Regions from separate parts of the Rattus norvegicus genome. Here regions 1 and 3 are each linked to region 2. A link is a contact called in public Hi-C data. All regions are on one chromosome and are shown on one strand. The core of a region is the stretch at or near the end of the contact, and the rest is flanking DNA. Distances in the headings are between cores, read along the strand shown.

Region 1 (2,700 bases), core at 54-2,553, 260 kb after region 2:
ACTTCTGCGGAAATGAGGAGTCCATTTATAGACCACGTGGTACTGGCTGGAATTCGGTGGATGGGCAGCTGTGACAAGGGTTAAGATTGGGAATGTGCAGGGCACAAGTGACATTTTGCAGGGCCTTGTGGAGACCAAGAAATGGAGTAGCTATCGGGTGCAATGGGACACAATAGTGAAATAGTTGGGGTTTGCAGCTCAAGTTCAAGAGGGTGGTTTAGAGGTGACAGGTAGGCTCTCTTACCTCAGACATCCTGACAAATCAATGAAGCTAATGTATGAACCTTGTGTTACCTGCTGCTTGAGAACCCTGAATTCTCTTTTTCTACCACTTTCACAGGAAAGATGGTGGACCTAGTGGGCCCTACGGCATACTGCAGAACCTCTCTTCTAGAAGGAGTTCCACGTGACCCGTGTGTCTTTGTAGACCTGCTTTCCTGCCAAGGAGAAAGGAAAGTTTGAGCAGAGGTGAGGGAAGAGGACTTATGTAAAAATGTATGTTGGCAGCTATTCCTAGTTCTCCAAGGGAAATTAAAGAGCAGCCCCCTGTGGCTGGCTGAGTCAATACCTTACAAGGATGTCTTCACCCTCATCCCCAGAACCTGTGAGCCTGTTTCCTTATATGGCAAAGACTTTGGAAATGTGAACAAAGAGTGCAGGTGGTCATGAGAAACTAGAAATGACAAGAAGATGGCTCCTCTCCCTCCAGGTAGAGTGACAGACTCTCTGTTAGCCCAGTGAAATCCATTGCAAGCCCTCCACCAAATAGCTAAGTATGTGTTGGTTTTAGTTTCCAAGTATTGCAGAAAACATAGGAAGCAGATGACTCCCTTCGATTTTCTCCTTGACCTTCGGAGTGGCAGGAACTTTGCTTCGTTGGTTGTTAGGAGGCACTGGGCTGTGGGGAAACAGAACACGGGTGCCCTCCCAGAAAGTTACAGTCTAGTTTAGCTCAGCCACCTGCCTGCTGGTGGGAACCAGGTGGTGGTGGGTAACTTGTAACCCTTCACCCACTCTTCTTATCCTTGGAGTGAATGAGACATTGACTACCTTCAGGGTGACATGGACACGATGGAGCAAGTTAAAGAACATGGACATATACAAGTTCCCACGGAGAACATGGGGAAAATCTGGGATCAGGCAGGCATCTTGAATTTGATTGGTGATAGGTTGGAGTTTTCTAGGTAAGGGGTGGGGACAGAGCCAACAGGCAGAAGGCCAAGTGTGTGGTCTATGATCTACCTTCGTCACACAGGGCCATGTTGACCTCAGTGTCCATTCTGGGACTGTGATTGGCCCTCTGGGCCCTCTCCACGATATTGGGACCTGCCAGGCTTTCTTAACTACAGCAGCTCAAGTGTCATGATGTCAGGAGGGAAGACGTGAAAGGCTCCAGGTCGCTGCACGGCTTTGGTGCAGGTAAGCACTGAGCCATGGGTTAAGCAGGCTCCAAATGCTCTCACTGTCTACTAGAGGAGCCCTCTCTCTGGGAACGTGGTCTATTTGTGGGGAGGAAGAACACTCCACACTCTTAGCTTTGGACACTGAGGTATGTAAGAAGTTCTGTTAGCTACACAAGTCCAGAGGGAAGTTGCTAGTTAAAAAGGGGGTGGGGGTGAAGAGCTGTCTTCCCGAAACAATACTTTGTGAAACAAAGCAAAACAAGCATTCTGTGAATGGCGTCTGAAGACCTACTTGAAAACAAGTTTCACGTCCAGGAACATACTACCTGTCAGCAAAACAAGAGCCATATAAGGGATTCCTCTAGTCAGTCAGGCAGGCAGGCAGGCAGGCAGGCGCCGACACACCTTCTTTTGGTCTTATGACTCATCTCCAGGAGAGAGTTCAGTCTGTAAGGACAGCCCTCTAGGTTCCACCCGATGGATGGCCCCGCCCCTGCCCCGCCCCCACGAGACCTCCCTGGCCCTCCAGGTCCAATCCTGGGAATTCCCCCAAGGTCAACACAAACTTCCACTCAAAACTGCAGCTTCCTCATACAACTGCTATTGGTTTGGAAAACTTAATGACACAACTTAGACCCTTGGACCAGTGCCTAGAGACATGAGGAAATTGCTCCCCTCCAGGTGACAACCAAAATTTATTGGCTAAGTAGGAACGGGTCAAAGGCTAAAAGGTGGCTGTGTTCTTGCTCCACAGCATGCTACATCATGCTTGTAGACCTTTGAAACATTAGTGTATTTTGGCAATAGCAGTTTATTGATCAGAGTAGGTAACTATCGCCTAGCAAAGGGATGGCTGGAAGAACATTACGTATATATGTATATATGTATTTACTAAAGGATGTATATGTGTATGTGTGTGTGTGTGTGTGCATGTGTGCATGTGTGTGTACATGTGTGTATGTATGTGTATGTGTGTATGTGTTCGTGTGTGTATGTGTGTAGGTGTATGTGTGTGTATGTGCATGTATGTGTGTATGTGTGCATGTGTGTGTGTATGTAAGTCTGTGTATGTGCATGTGTGTATATGTGTGTATGTGTGTGTATGTGCATGTGTGCGTGCGCATGTATGTGTATGTATGTGTGTATGTGCATGTGTGTATATGTGCGTGTGTATGTGCATGTGTGTGTATATGTGCGTGTGTATGTGCATGTGTGTGTATATGTGTGTGTATGTATGTGTATGTGTGTGTATGTATGTGTGTATGTGTGTGTATGTGTGTGTATGTGTGTGTATATG
Region 2 (2,748 bases), core at 192-2,691:
GGCTCACTGACTGACCCAGGAGAGAGTGCTTGGGAGCAGGCTCTTTCCTGTGCAATGTGTGCAAACCTTACAACAAGACACCATGGCCATCATTTCTAATTAACAGACCTAGAGAAACAATGCGTGTAATAGCCACAGCCCTCACAGCCTGGGACTCCACCACAGATTAGTGCCCGAGGGAACATGCAAACAACTTCAAAGAGAAACAGGATACCCAAGGGTCTTCCTATTTCTACATGAGTATTCTTGGTAACACTGTTTGAAAACCCACCATGCCCATTTAATAACAGAGACTATTAATGTCAGAGCTACTATCCAGCAAAAACCACTTTTCAAAATAACTGTGTGTATGAGTGCTGGCATGTACATGGGTGTGCGTGCCTGTATCAATGCCAGCATGTACGTATGCATATAAGTGCCAGTGGATACATGTGTGTATTTGTACCTGCATGTATATGTGGGCACCAGTAGTAGCATGTGTGTACCCTGGTCCACACGTCAGGAATCGGGTGTCCACCTCGGCTTCGAGGCAGGTCCTTCTTGTCTGGTCACTTCCTCTGCTCCACAGGCTAGCTGGCCTACAGCGCCTCGCTGGCCTTCCTGTCCCCAATTCCACCTTGCCACAGGACTTCGGGGATTAGAGATTCAGACAACTTTATCTGGCTTTTAAGTGGATTCCAGGAGTTGAAATCAGGTGGTCAAGGCTTCTGTGGCAAACATCTTAAGTGCTAATCCATTTCTCTTATGTCAATTTTTAAAAAGTGAATAGGACTATGTGGCTTCCCCTCCCCTCCATACTTGTCAATCACCTGTAACTTATGAAGTCTATGAAGTCAACTGCATGTCCGAGTCTTTCTAACATCTTTTATATTTATTTACCGTGTGTGTACCTTCACATATGCACAGAGATGCAGGTTGGCTCTCTCTGTCCCCGTGTGGGTCCAGGGACGAACTGAGGTTGCCAGGCTTCCTAGCAAGTACCTTTCCTCACTGAGCTCTTGCTGGGCCCAAGTCTCTAGAAGGCAGCAGAACTGCATCAATTATGCACTTATTAAAACTGAGTTAAAGCCTTTTTCACACATCAAAGAAATGATCTTGGTCACAGTACTTCCAAATGCTTTTCTGCAGGAATCCGGAAACGCTGTTGGGTTTAATGCAAATAACTCTCTGAGTGCCCAAAGTTTTCTAAGGGAGTTTAGGATCAACAGTCTTATTTCCCATTTGTTCCTTTCCAACAAACACCCATGAAAGCTTGTATCCTTTTGATATTTACAATGTTTCTGTTTTTCCTGGCTGTGTCCTTGATGCTTGACAGAGGACCGTTAGAAGCTTTGGGGAAGGGAGAATGGGAAGCTACGTGCGTCCTTTTCCTTAGTGAGCGAGGAAAAGGATGCACTTTTTTAAAAACAGTGTTTGGCTGTCTACTTCCTCTCAAGAACTCCGCCCCTCTGTGCTACTTGACACATCCAGGCCTGGGCCGGTTCGCCAGAGAGTGGTGGCCAAGCCTAATGAGATCTCACACTTCAGTAGAGGAGCAGGCTGGATCTCTACCACGTGTGTGTGGTGCGGATCTCACTAAGGCAGCCTGCTACCTCCTGCCAGAGCTCCACAGGGAGCACTGACCGGAGCCGGTGTCAGGAGGCAGGCAACTGGCAGAGATAGTGACTGCTCTTTCTCTGTTCTGCTTTACCTCATGATGATCCCAAGTTTAGATTTCCTTTGGGATGTTGTCCAAATGTGCGCCATCTTTTAAGAGAGTCAGTGAACAAGGCTGTTATTATGAGGGAAGCAATTGTTATTACAGACTCCCATCTCAGGTCTTAGGGAGAGTGGCTCAAAGTTCAATATATGGCACTTTGAACAACTGTTTTCTACGGTAATAAAACCCTTTAATGTGGTTTAAATGTCCAGAAATTTTAATACTGAAGTGGAATGCAAAACTCTTTTATAGCCTTTGCTAAGAGAATTTCTTTGCACCGTGAGGGATAGCCAGGGCTACTGTCCTTCCTTCTGGTGGGCGGGAAGGGATGCTAGGTAGGATGCTCAAAGTAGAAGACTAACAGGTTCCTGAAAGGCTAGCAGACCACTCTACTTGGTGAGTGGCACGCCTGCCCATGTAGGCAATGGCTCAGGCAGAAGGATAAAAATAAATGCACAAAGGTACACTGGACATTGTTTAAGAGAATCAAGAAAAACATCACCTCTGTTGTCCCAGAAATACGAAAGTACCCCATTGCTGCAGTAGGATCGATCATTGTTAACTTCACCAACAGAAAGGTCTAGAAAGATCTACTGAGGTGGTGGTGCCTGAACAATTGTCAATAGTGGGAGGAGCAGACACAGAACCTCTGAAGGAGGAAAGTATTAAAGTGTACAAACTACAAAAGGGTCACGCCCTCTGAAGAGATAATGCTTTATGATCCCAAATGCCACATCTGTGGGCAGGCAGGAAATACTAGCTGGGACAAACAGGTGAGCCTGTTCACTGCGCCTGTCTCAGAGCCTTCAACGAAAGCCTGGGTGCATGGCAGGAAAGGCCCACAACAGCCTTCTCAACTGTTCGGCGTGCGGAGGTCCTGCACCATGGAACACACTACAGAAATCTGTTCTGGGTCTGCTTACGGACCCCATTTCAACAGCCAATATTCCTTCCAGAGAAGAACCTGACCCCAGCTGCCTTAGATGTTAATGTAGGGCTTAAGTGATCACAAAGTTCACTGCCTTCAAGAGCTAAAATAGGGAGGGAGA
Region 3 (2,700 bases), core at 117-2,616, 140 kb after region 2:
GGACAGCAGCTATATCGCCTGTCCCATTGACTCATTTACTAGGAAAAAGGCCAAGTGTCAGGAAAGAGAGATGGGGTGGAGAGAAGGGGGAACTCATTATAGCGTTTTGTCAGGAACACCCAAATGCTCACGGATTCTACAACCTACACTTCATTCTTCTAACGCCATTCCACCGTTCAATCCATCCGACGAACAGTAGTCCATGAGTTCTGACAAAGATTGGGTGACATAAACACAACCAGGGACAATGTATACTCTCAACTCACAAAGTTCTTTTGTTCCTCTTCCCAAGTAACTCCTGGTCCTACCACACTCCCTGAGGCAATCCACAGCTATTCGTGTGAGAGCATGTATGTGCGTCTGTGTGTATGTTTGTGTCTTACCATTCGTTAGTCTGGGAATTTCATATTACAACCATAAAACATGTGCTCTCTTATATATAAAGATTCCTTCGCTTGACTTAATATTTTCGAGATGTCTGATTTTGAACAGTTGAAATAATGTACACCAGTCTTTGGAGATTCTTGGGTTAGCATCAGAAATGCTGGGCGGTGGTTGAACATGCCTTTAATCCCAGCACTCAGGAGGCAGAGGCAGGTGGATCTCTGAGTTCAAGGTCAGCCTGGTCTACAGAGTGAGTTCCAGGACAGCCAGGGCAGCACAGAAAAACCCTGACTCTATAATCAAGAATTCCAAAGTAAGTAAGTAAGTAAGTAAGTAAGTAAATATAAAATAATTTTTTTTAACTGAGGTAGAGAGGGTAATGCGGAGGAGAGGAAATGGACCCTAAGGTTAGAAACTCTGACCACTTGGTTTTCTGATGCAAGGTTGAGGACTGGTTCTTGTCAAGGTCATGCAGGTTGAGTTGAAACTGGAACCCAGGTCTCCTGATCCACTCTTGGAACAGGGAGCCAGCAGCTGAGTGAGGTGGTTGCTTTGAGCCAATGCCATGTGATACTAGAGAGTTTCGACAGAGCTTTGCTTAGAGGATGTGAAACTACACTAACCTCATGTGACAAGAGATCCTTGGAGGCCTTGGTGTGGGGCCAGGAGAGGAAGTCTGCATGGCTTCTGGTTACCGGCTCTACCTCTGAACCCACTGGCCTGGGGTGACTTATGGCGAACCTTCTCATTTGCAATAAAACGAGACATGGGGCAGGAAACGCTTTTCTACACCACCGTGCTTAAAGGCAGGGCGCCCCTAAAAAAGGCTGGGTGGGCGGGGCCTCTAAAAGGCACCTTCAGCCACACGCCCCTCCCAGAGCAGAGGATCTGGTGCTGAAAACACACCTCTTGGGAGGGAGAGATGCTGTGGTTACAGACACAGCCTTTGTGTCTTGTATGCACGTTCCAATTCAGCCCCAGATGACAATGACCTGGTAGTTCCTGCCTGCCAGCTGTTGGCTGGCCTCTGTGAAAGTCCCCAATGTTTGGGCCAATGCCTCGTGGGCAGGTATCCATATCACGAGGCCAACTGGCACCGTTGGCACCTTTGTTGGTCAAATGAGCACAGTGACTTGGAACAGAGGTGGCCGATCCACCCTCCCTACCAGCTGGCCGGTGGGAGCCTGTGGGCAGGTGCCCTGGGGAGAGAGAGGGTTCCGGTTGCCATGGTAACTGTTCAGAAAAGGAGGTTTCCTCCTCAAGGTCAGTTTGATCTCTTTTCTGCCAGGGGAAGAAATGGATCTGTGGCAGCCATGTCATGTATATCAATTCGTGTCTCATCTGTTTGGAATCTTCACTTCTAATTGGACCTATTATTAGTTAGTGTCTGGGAGAATCTGAGGGCTGGTGGATCTGTTGAGGGATGTCATTATAGTGAAGACTAGGTCACCAGAGAAGTCCCAGAAGAATTATTCCAGTGTATACCAAGCAGAGCTGGACAAAGAATTCCAAAGGCTTTTTTTTTTCTCCCAAGGCAGACTGGCAGGTTGGACGAGTTCTCTGGACTATTCCGGGATATGGAGATTAGCCCTGACTGAGGCCTTCACCCTAGATGTCCTTTGGCCAAACTGTCCTTGGCACAGGGGTGAAGGGACCCTTGTCAGCTTGCTGGGCCTGACTAGTTTCCCACAGTGAATTTACTGTAAAGGACCATGCATTCTCACCGATGCTGTCTGTTCTGCGAAGGTTCCACGTGTGCCTTTACCGATGTTTCTGGCTTTGACCAGAAAGTTCAACTCGTTCATCTACTCACTTCTGCACCTCGCTTCTGATGAAAGCTGTTCTCGCCCGGGTCACTGGGTTGAGCGTCAGTGATTTTCCCACCCAGCTTTTCCTCTGTGTGTTGGTAAAAAGATCCTCTGTTTCCGGCCTTGAGATGCTTGGGAGAAATACTAGCATCATTAGTGCAGGAACTCCTGGGGAGTGGAGGTTAGGGAACTGTGCTCTGTTCTGCCTACTGATATCTAGTCAAAATTATTTAGATCGGCTGGTAGATACCTAAGAATAGGAAATGTGAGTTTCTCTGGGTAAGCCTAAACACCTTGCCTGCAAGTGTGGCCATAGACACGGCTGTCAACTGTCTGACGTAGCCAGTGAGACTAGAGTAGATCGCCCCACTCCTTTTTGCCAGCTGGTTTTGGAGACCGGAATTTTTATGTATACATAAAAAGAGAAGTTCTTGTTATATTTAATGATTAACGGACTGAACATGCAAAGTGTTGTCCTGTGTCCTAGTGCTAAGTAAATATTTAGAAT

The links. Hi-C and Micro-C count contacts between places; a contact is called where the count stands out from the background.
Region 1: a Hi-C map of liver shows a contact between it and region 2, with 3 times the contacts expected there. The contact joins two enhancer-like sites. A contact is called at or near these places in 3 of 12 Hi-C or Micro-C datasets (hepatocytes and liver).
Region 3: a Hi-C map of liver shows a contact between it and region 2, with 2.0 times the contacts expected there. The contact joins two enhancer-like sites. A contact is called at or near these places in 2 of 12 Hi-C or Micro-C datasets (both in liver).

The regions. Positions count from the first base shown.
Region 1 is chr2:45,375,873-45,378,572 of GRCr8, forward strand. No RefSeq gene overlaps it. Among named protein-coding and RNA genes, the nearest start is that of Map3k1, 230 kb to the left of the region's middle. Within about 2 kb of position 1,304, at least 10 of the 93 cell types and tissues checked have an H3K27ac peak or open chromatin away from gene starts, as enhancers often do. A contact at or near this core is called in liver, where this site is marked.
Region 2 is chr2:45,119,825-45,122,572 of GRCr8, forward strand. All of the region lies in intron 2 of Map3k1 (mitogen-activated protein kinase kinase kinase 1), which reads right to left. Among named protein-coding and RNA genes, the nearest start is that of Map3k1, 27 kb to the right of the region's middle. Within about 2 kb of position 1,442, at least 8 of the 93 cell types and tissues checked have an H3K27ac peak or open chromatin away from gene starts, as enhancers often do. A contact at or near this core is called in liver, where this site is marked.
Region 3 is chr2:45,262,960-45,265,659 of GRCr8, forward strand. LOC134485837 (a long non-coding RNA gene) reads left to right here. Exons shown (of 2, transcript XR_010064080.1): 2 at 1-2,700. Among named protein-coding and RNA genes, the nearest start is that of Map3k1, 120 kb to the left of the region's middle. Within about 2 kb of position 1,367, at least 19 of the 93 cell types and tissues checked have an H3K27ac peak or open chromatin away from gene starts, as enhancers often do. A contact at or near this core is called in liver, where this site is marked.